2 separate regions of the Macaca mulatta genome follow, and region 1 is linked to region 2. A link is a contact called in public Hi-C data. All regions are on one chromosome and are shown on one strand. Each heading gives the region's core, a stretch centred on a gene start, on an enhancer-like site or on the middle of the called end of the contact. The rest is flanking DNA. Distances are from core to core; before and after follow the strand shown. Region 1 holds the start of SOX5 (SRY-box transcription factor 5). Region 2 overlaps SOX5 (SRY-box transcription factor 5).

Region 1 (4,237 bases), core at 478-2,977, 620 kb before region 2:
GGTGTTTAGCCTTTTTTAGAAAACAGGTACCACATAATCAATCGTCAAACACTCGGGAAAGTTTCCGCCCTAGACAAGTGTAAATCTCAGGTATTAGCAACCCATCTCCAGAAACAAATCTACAAAGGGTGGAAAGGGGGAGAAAGGATGTCTCACTTTCCTAGGTGAATATATTGTGATTGGTATGTGTGGCATGCATTGAGAAATTATATTTGCTTACTAACTGCCGTTTAGAAATCAGCCCGGAAAAAGTCTGGGAGAGATCGCCCGGAGACAGCCAAGCCCCGAGCCTCGCTCCCAAGCTCCTCCGGTGTCCTGCTCTTCTAGGCGCGTTAAGAATACATAGAGTCTGGTCATTGATCTCCTGATGGTGTTGTTGCACTCTGGGTAATGCTGGGGGTGCCCAGGGACGCGGTTCAGTCAATGGTTGCGCGTCTGCAGAGAATTATAGAGATGGGGACAGAGAACACGCACCTTGGCATAAAAGCAAACGGAGAGAAGGCTACAGCGAGGAAAAGAAACGTGTTGCTCGAATTGTTTCCTTAGTCCCCTTTGCATCACCCGCTTCCCAACCCGCAGCTTCCCGCGTGAGTGCTCTCCCTTCCCCCTGCTCTTTTCTGGACACCAGCTCTGGGAAGATCACTGTCAGGAACCCCCGCCCCCGCCCCACCCTGGTTTGAGATTTAATAGGATTTTTTCCCCTGGCAAACCGGCAGCTGTTTTAAGTCAATGAAAGTAAGATTAGAAGAGATAAGCGCCGGAGCAGCCCGGGAGCTGTCAGAGCACACACTTAAATCAGCCCCACAGCTTCTGCTCGGGGCATCACCGATGGAGTTTCTTCTGATGGGGATGGGACTCCGAGGGTCCACGCGCCCACTCAAGTGTCGCGGCAGAGAGTCGGAGCCCAGCGCTCAGCCTTATTTCTCCCTAAATATCACTAAATTTCATTCCCTGGTTCTTGGGTTGGGGTGTGTGTGTGTGTGTGTGTGTGTGTGGTCGTTTTTTTTCTTCTCTTCTTCTTTCTTTTTTGGCTTCGCTCAACACAAAACCAAACCAGTTCAACCACCCCGGAGGCAGAGATGAGAGCGCCTCAAAACTTTTCTCCCCTACCTCAATGCCCAAGGAGTAGGTGGGTGCACAGTGCCGGCGGCGGCGGGGACGCGCGGCGCGGAGCCGGGCTCGGGGAGGCAGTGGCCGCTTCAGCAGCCGAACCTCTCGCGGCTCCAGCCTCCGCGCCCAGCAGCCCGCGGCTCGCCTCCCGGAAAGGTTCCACGGACCCCGCAGCCCCCCGAGCGCGCCCTCCTTGCCGGCCCGACCGCTTGACCACTGGGCTGGGGGGCCGGGAGGGGCCAGTTCCTGGGCGCAGGGCAGCGGCTGAGGCTCCGGCGCCGGGAAGAAGTTGACAAAGGGACTTGACTAAACATGAATGCGTATTTACAGATGCGAGCTCCATCGAGATCTAGAGATATCCCGCTCTCCCTGGCTCCTTCCACTCCTGCCATTTCATTTTTATCGCTCCTTTAAGTGGAGGGCAGATTAAAAAAAAAAAAATTCCTGCACGGTGTGGGTAATCGCCGCGTTATTAACAATCTAGTTACTCTGCAGCAGACGGGGAAGAAAACTCTGGGGCTCCTTCCCTTCGGATGGATAGAGAGGGCGGCCGGGCGGCGAGCTGCAGGAAGGAGGTCAGGGTGGGCTTGCGGGAGCTCAGGGGCGACCTGGAGGGAGCGGGAGCCCCCGGCGCCGCCCCCGCGCCCGCTCCCGCCCCCGCCGCACCCCCCGGGGCGGGCGCCGGGCCGCGGTGACCGCCGGCTGGTGCGCTGCCCTCGCCTCCCCCATTGTTCCTACTGTCTTTTTGCCTTTTGTTATTTGCACTCGCATTGTGTTGTTTGTCTCTGAAGCCGCCTCATGACCAGCAAAGGGATTTCACCTCGTCCTTGAGAGCAACACGGGGAGCGCGAGCGAGCGGGCGAGCGAGAGACGGGGGGAGAGAGAGGGACACGCGCGCGCACACACACACACACCGGCACACACGCACACACACAGACACACACACACACAGAGTGAAAAAGGCGAGCCACCAAAACCCATCTCCAGTCTCCTCCCGGGGGCCCCCAGCCCGCCTCTGTGCCACTTTGCATCCCACGCCGGAGGAGGCATTAACGAGACCGGGTAAGGTGCGTGAATCGCTGCGTTTTAACTTTGTTGTTCGTCCCGATGTTGTTGTGGGCAGACCTCCAAGGCGCAGAGCTCCCCTCTGCCGCTCGCCGGGCCCGCCACTCAGCACTCGTTCCCGGCTCCAGCTGGAGAGCCGCGGAGGAGGGAGGGGGCCGCCGCCGGAGTTTCCTCAAGTACAGAGGGAGGGGGACTGGGTTGGGGGTGACGGAGAGGTGGGAGGCGGCCCGAGGCGCGGAGTGGCCCTGTCATCCCCGGGGGCGGCTGGCCGGGGGACCCTGGAGCGCGGGCTTGGACCCCGACCCGGAGACGGGATAACTTTCTATTTTTGTTGGGAAGCCTGCGTACTGTTGCTGGTATTGTTTTGTAAGTGGTGGCGGTGGAGGTGGTTGATGCGAGAGGAGGGCAGGAGTGCGGGGAGAACCCTGGGCTGTGCTGGGCATCGCGGCGAACGTCCAAGGCCAGACCCTAAAAGTTGGACAAAGCCCCTTAGCCCTTCTAGGATATCAGAGCGACCCCCGGCCCACCCCCTAACCTTAGTCACCCCCACCCCCCGACTCTTTCGTCTTTTTGTTTCGCTTTCTGCAATCCTTCTCCCTACCATTCCCCCTCCCTCCCGCCCGGAATTTCGGAAACAAGTCTCATCCTTCAGGATTCTAGGGATTTCAGAGACCGGAAGCTTTAATTTTAATTGCAACTACTTTTTTTCCCCCTCCTCACTCAGTGTACAAAGTGAAGACCACTCACGTGTTGTGTCACTTTAAGCGCGGGTTTGGGAAATCTCGCTTGCACTTTCGGGCTACAGCAATAAGAAGCAATGAAAAGAGGTTATACGAGTTGAAATCAAATTGGATTTGGAAATGTTTGCGTTGGAGAGCAGCAGTTTGTTGAGTATTGATCGGATGCACACGAAGCACTGTTTACATATTTTAGTAGTCATTTTCCCTACACTTTGCAAAGCGACTATATTAATAAATAGATTGACCCTGGTGAATATCTGAAGACGTTGGTTTCTGTGACTAAATTCAGAATGTGATGAATGTGAATTCATTTTAATGTGTTCCCTTCTCAGCTAAAGCAGGTCAAGACGAGAAATCCTGTGAATATGCAGAACCCTACATTCGGTGCCAGGCAGTCCAGGCACTCTGGGTGGCAGTCAACTGTACTTTCTTACAAAAGTTTAGGGGTTTGCTGGAACCCAGTTGAGATCCTCACATACCCAGATAGCCAAAGGAGTTTGTCAAGAAAGGCATAAGGAGATGTCCCCAGGGACTGCCTTCTGGCTCAGCACAGTTCTTTAGCCAAGGGCAGGACCGAGTGGGATTTGGGGCAGTAAGTGTGGGAATCTGCAAAGGGACTGGACAGTGATTTGTTTCCTTGCTTTTCATAAATAATGGCCCCTAGTATCCTGAAAACACACACACAAACACACACAAACAGGCCAATGAAGTAGGCACGTGGGTGATTTTTAGGCAATGGACATTTCCATCAGAAAAACCAGAGGAGAATTTTTGATCAGGATTACGGGAGTGAGGCTCGATGGCCAAGAGTGATTAGGTTAAGGGCCAGATGGCTTTAAAGTATACGGAAATGTTTTTCAAGTTTGACTTTTATAGCATTTAAAAGGAGGACGATTTCTTAGAGCCTTTACAGAACTGCTAAATTTTGATCTGTCTAATTTTAAAGGAATTCAGCTGTATGAGAATTGCTGTTAGCTCAGATAGGGAAGGAATCTGGTTTCAAATGCAGATACATGGAACAAAGTTTCTAGGGGTGCTTCTTCCTGATTTAAATATAGCTCCCAGGCAGAAGCCTAGATAAATTCAGCCACAATGATTTAAAATCATAAGTACTTACAGTGGCAGTTCTTTTAGGCACTGTGCAGCGTTCTCCTGCAAATTATGCCATCAACTGTTTATTCCTCAGAACTATACAAGATAAAAATCATAAGCATCACTTAAAACTGATGCAATACAGCCTTAAATCCTTAAACTGCTAGGGATTGCTTTTGTTTGCCTAAAAGGTAGATCTTTCATCACATGAGTTGTTTAAAAACATTTAA
Region 2 (3,814 bases), core at 1,189-3,688:
AAGGAAACTCTTTTACATTTTACCGTTTAGAGAAAACATAGCTGGCAACATGGTCTAAATGTGAGTAATAGCATCATTAGAACGAATGCCCGAAGTTTCCCCAAATATTTAAAAGAAGTCAATAAATGTATATATTTAACTGAAAGTAGATAATGAAAAATTGTGACTTAAGGTTTTCCTTTGAGAATGTCACCTATTTTTTGATATTCCAAGGAAGAAATGAAAATATTTGCCTTAAATGTCAATATTAGTTTGTTCATGATAAGTAAAACAGCCATTTTTGGTAGTTTCTCAATATTCTATTTCTTTCCTTTTTATTTTATCTGTCCTCTTTGGTTGTAATATAATAGTTTTGTGTCTAAGCTACTCGTTACAGTTTCTAATTGCTTTATGTTAGAAACTTAAATAGCAAGTGTAAGATGATTGCTTAAGAAGACAGTTCTGATAATGTCTAGAAAGAAGAAAAAAGTTGGGATTGAAAGTCGTGGGATTATGCAAATTAGGTTGTTAGTATCACCTATTTGATTGCTTCTCCCAAATTGGTGCAGACAACAGACAGCAGATTTTCTAGATGTTGAAAGGAACACTACAATAGTAAAACCTTCTGCAATAAAAATTAACTTATTTGCTTCATATTTCCATCAAATTTATTTCTGGTCATGCTGACTAAATAATTTTTCTTATTAGGAAACTTTTCAGTATTTTTCTGAAGAAAGAAATATACATCAGATCCTTTTACAAACTAATTCATAAAATTCCATGAAAAGCTACTGCTGGACATTTGCAAAAAACTACTCTTTGACATTAGTGGTATTTTAGTTACCTAAAGTTTGACCATAGTAATGAAATATTTATTACACAGATATATTTTGCTTAATTAAAGACTTTAACAACAACAACAAAAAAATCCATTGTGCTCACGAGTGATAAGTGCATTCAGGTTAGCAGGCACACTCTAGGTGTGAATCACAGAAAAGTTATCTGTTCACATTCTGTCACCTAATGGCAACTGTAAACCTGTAAGTTTGATATTATGTTTTCAGGATGTTCTGATAGCCTTTGGTAATTTTATTTATTTGTTATTTACTACTACTTTGTAGAGGAGACAATGTCTACAACTGAGTATAGATTTTAATTACCATGTCAATAATTTGCAAGCTAACTGAGCTAAGACATTGGTTTGGAATGCAGCTTGCATGAGGCAGTTCATAAACCACATTTCTATCACACTTATGCTGAAATACTGTCCCGAAGACTTGGCAGGAGACCTGACTGATTACCAAGAACAATTAAGGGTTAAATGTCAGGTGACATTGTGTACTGCTCAGTGTTTAGCAGGTTTGATAGACATAGAAATGTGCAAATATTACGCTTACTTCACATGTTGGTGTGTTCTTATCTTGTGTTTCTCAAATATAATAAGCACATGTTAAAGTATTTACCTGTTCTTAGGAAGCTTTTGGCAAAAATCTTGTATAGGCATCATACATGAGAGGCAGATAATAAGACCTGTTCTGATTCTTTAGCACATTAGTCCTTCACAGAGTTGGAAACTATTTCATATGAATTGCACTCATAATGCATTTAGAAAGCAAAATTACATTCATGGGTAAAGGCTGATTTTTATTGTCTGTTTTCTTTCCACTATCAATTCTTCAGCAACCTAATGAGTATATTGTATAATGCAGATGTGCATTATGGAGGCTGAATATCTCCCTTTTTATAGATTAGTTAAATAAGTATAACTGATGAGTTTTGTTTTCTTTCATAATTTGTTATTCATTTATAATTTCAATGGGGTTATCCAACAGCCTGGGAAAGAAACTAATCTAAGTTTTTCTCTTGTACTAACTCATGTATAGTTCCAATATGCCAGGTCTCTGATTCCGATGATGGCAGTAAGATAATAAGATTTTTAAAGGTTTAGCCAAAGCATGAAATATCTCCTTCCTAATGGAAAATTTTCTTGAACAAGAAATGGACAAAAACATAACAAAGTCTTCCTTCCTTCCTTCATTCTCTCCTTCTTTCTCTTTCATTGATTGATAGCATCATCATTTGTATTAAATGTGAAATTTGATTACTATGTAGATAAACAGGATCAAGTGGTATTGCTAGAGTGGGAAAAAAATTTAAATTTGACGTGCTTTAGGAGAATGCCACTATTCCTTCATTGTGATCAGGAACTGATAGTGGTTCAGGAGAAGACCTTTTTATTCTTTCTGACCTCTGTGTTTTCTCCTGCAGTTTGGAAGCTGTTCTTTCTTTCCTTTAGTGTTGTCTATTCTTTTCTTTACTTACTAATTGAGAGTTCACACATCTTCTCTGGATATATTGTGGCGTATGGTTTTGCTTGTCCAATAGGGGGGTGTTGCATTTCTCCACATTCAGTATCCTTTTCCCTTGGAGCCTGAGAGTAAAACCTCAGCAGTACTCCCTCCCTTTGCCAGCCTGAGGAGTCAGAGACTCAAAGTTGTTCCCAGCTCTTGCGCCTTCATTGTAGAGCTGCATTCTGCTCAGTGGGCTGCCGAGAAGGACCAGACCGAAACAAGATTTAGAAGAATTCTGGTGAGAACTGTTTATAGGGATATGGTATTTTAAAAGAATGTAGTAAACAAACAGAATTGTGGCATAAACAAAGATAATTAGCATAAACAATGTCGTTTTAGGACAGGTGGTTTAAAAAAACAAACAAAACAAAAAACCCAAATATGAACCCAATTTGAATGCTGCCAGTTTGGAACCACTGAACCTTAATCTGTACTTCATGAGAATTACCCAGGTTTGTTGATAAACTTGTTAACATGCGTTTTTTGTTTCTTTTGTATCATTTTCCGGTCATTATGCCCTTTTGTCACCCAGCTTGAAAGTAATTAATCTATATTACAAGGTAGTTTAAGGAGTTTTTGCCCATAAACATGACAGAAGGAAAATTTAAAACAAAAGCTTATGGATGTTCATAGACATTTGAAATCAGTGTCAAACCTTAAATCAATTCAAACCTGAACTCGGCTCATTGTATTTCAAACCTCTCTTTTATCTAAGTAACATTTTAGTCACTTGGCTCTTTAGTGTTAATACATTTACTTTTGTCTTGTCTTAAAATTCAGAGATTTGTTTTGCTGTGGCTAAATCAGCATTTCTGTGTTATGTGTTTCTTTCTAAGTGTTGCTTATTTCTTATTATTGTTCTCTGTAACTTAGTGAAGGTGGTACAGCAGCGTATAAATGTATCTGATGATCATGCAATATGAGGATGCTAGTTATTATGAACCACATTATCTAAACGTACTATGCCGTCGTGATGAATTTTTATCTGGAGACATTTAGGTTTATTACTAAATGACGTTTTTTCTTAATGCCTTGTACTGAAATGTTTTGACTTAAATGAAATGTGGAGTGTGGTGAACAGAAAGCTGTTTATTTTTCTTGCATTAAGGATCAAAGTTCTTTATTGAAGTTAAAGAGATTTTTTTTTTCTCTTCACTTTCTCATGGACAATGGGACCAGAAATTCAAAGTGGATATCTCTGATATTCTGTGGCCCTTCTCTTTGCTGAAATGAAAGCATTTGTGAATGAGTTTTGGTTTCTTGGAGTTATAAAATGTGTGTAAACTAGTAAACCATGTCTCATTCATGTGCTATGGAGATTTCTCGTACTTCAGGGACAAAAATAATTTGGCTACTAACGAATTAGGGCTACCTGCCAGTGCCAACACATAGTGTAGGTAAGAGGAACACTATAAAGAAAAGCTGCTGGCAGCAAATCCGTTGAAACTTTCATATGTAACAGCGTTTCTATTTCTGCTCTTCAC

The links. Hi-C and Micro-C count contacts between places; a contact is called where the count stands out from the background.
Region 1: a Hi-C map of fetal cortical plate shows a contact between it and region 2, with 2.9 times the contacts expected there. The contact joins the promoter of SOX5 here to the enhancer-like site in region 2. A contact is called at or near these places in 2 of 14 Hi-C or Micro-C datasets (fetal cortex germinal zone and fetal cortical plate).

What each region holds. Positions count from the first base shown.
Region 1 is chr11:26,899,018-26,903,254 of T2T-MMU8v2.0, reverse strand. It overlaps SOX5 (SRY-box transcription factor 5), which reads left to right and starts at 1,727. Exons shown (of 18, transcript XM_077953164.1): 1 at 1,727-2,177. LOC144332685 (a long non-coding RNA gene) reads right to left here and starts at 2,991. Exons shown (of 2, transcript XR_013400657.1): 1 at 2,923-2,991; 2 at 2,422-2,643.
Region 2 is chr11:26,278,790-26,282,603 of T2T-MMU8v2.0, reverse strand. All of the region lies in intron 4 of SOX5 (SRY-box transcription factor 5), which reads left to right. Among named protein-coding and RNA genes, the nearest start is that of SOX5, 620 kb to the left of the region's middle. Within about 2 kb of position 2,438, at least 4 of the 40 cell types and tissues checked have an H3K27ac peak or open chromatin away from gene starts, as enhancers often do. A contact at or near this core is called in fetal cortical plate, where this site is marked.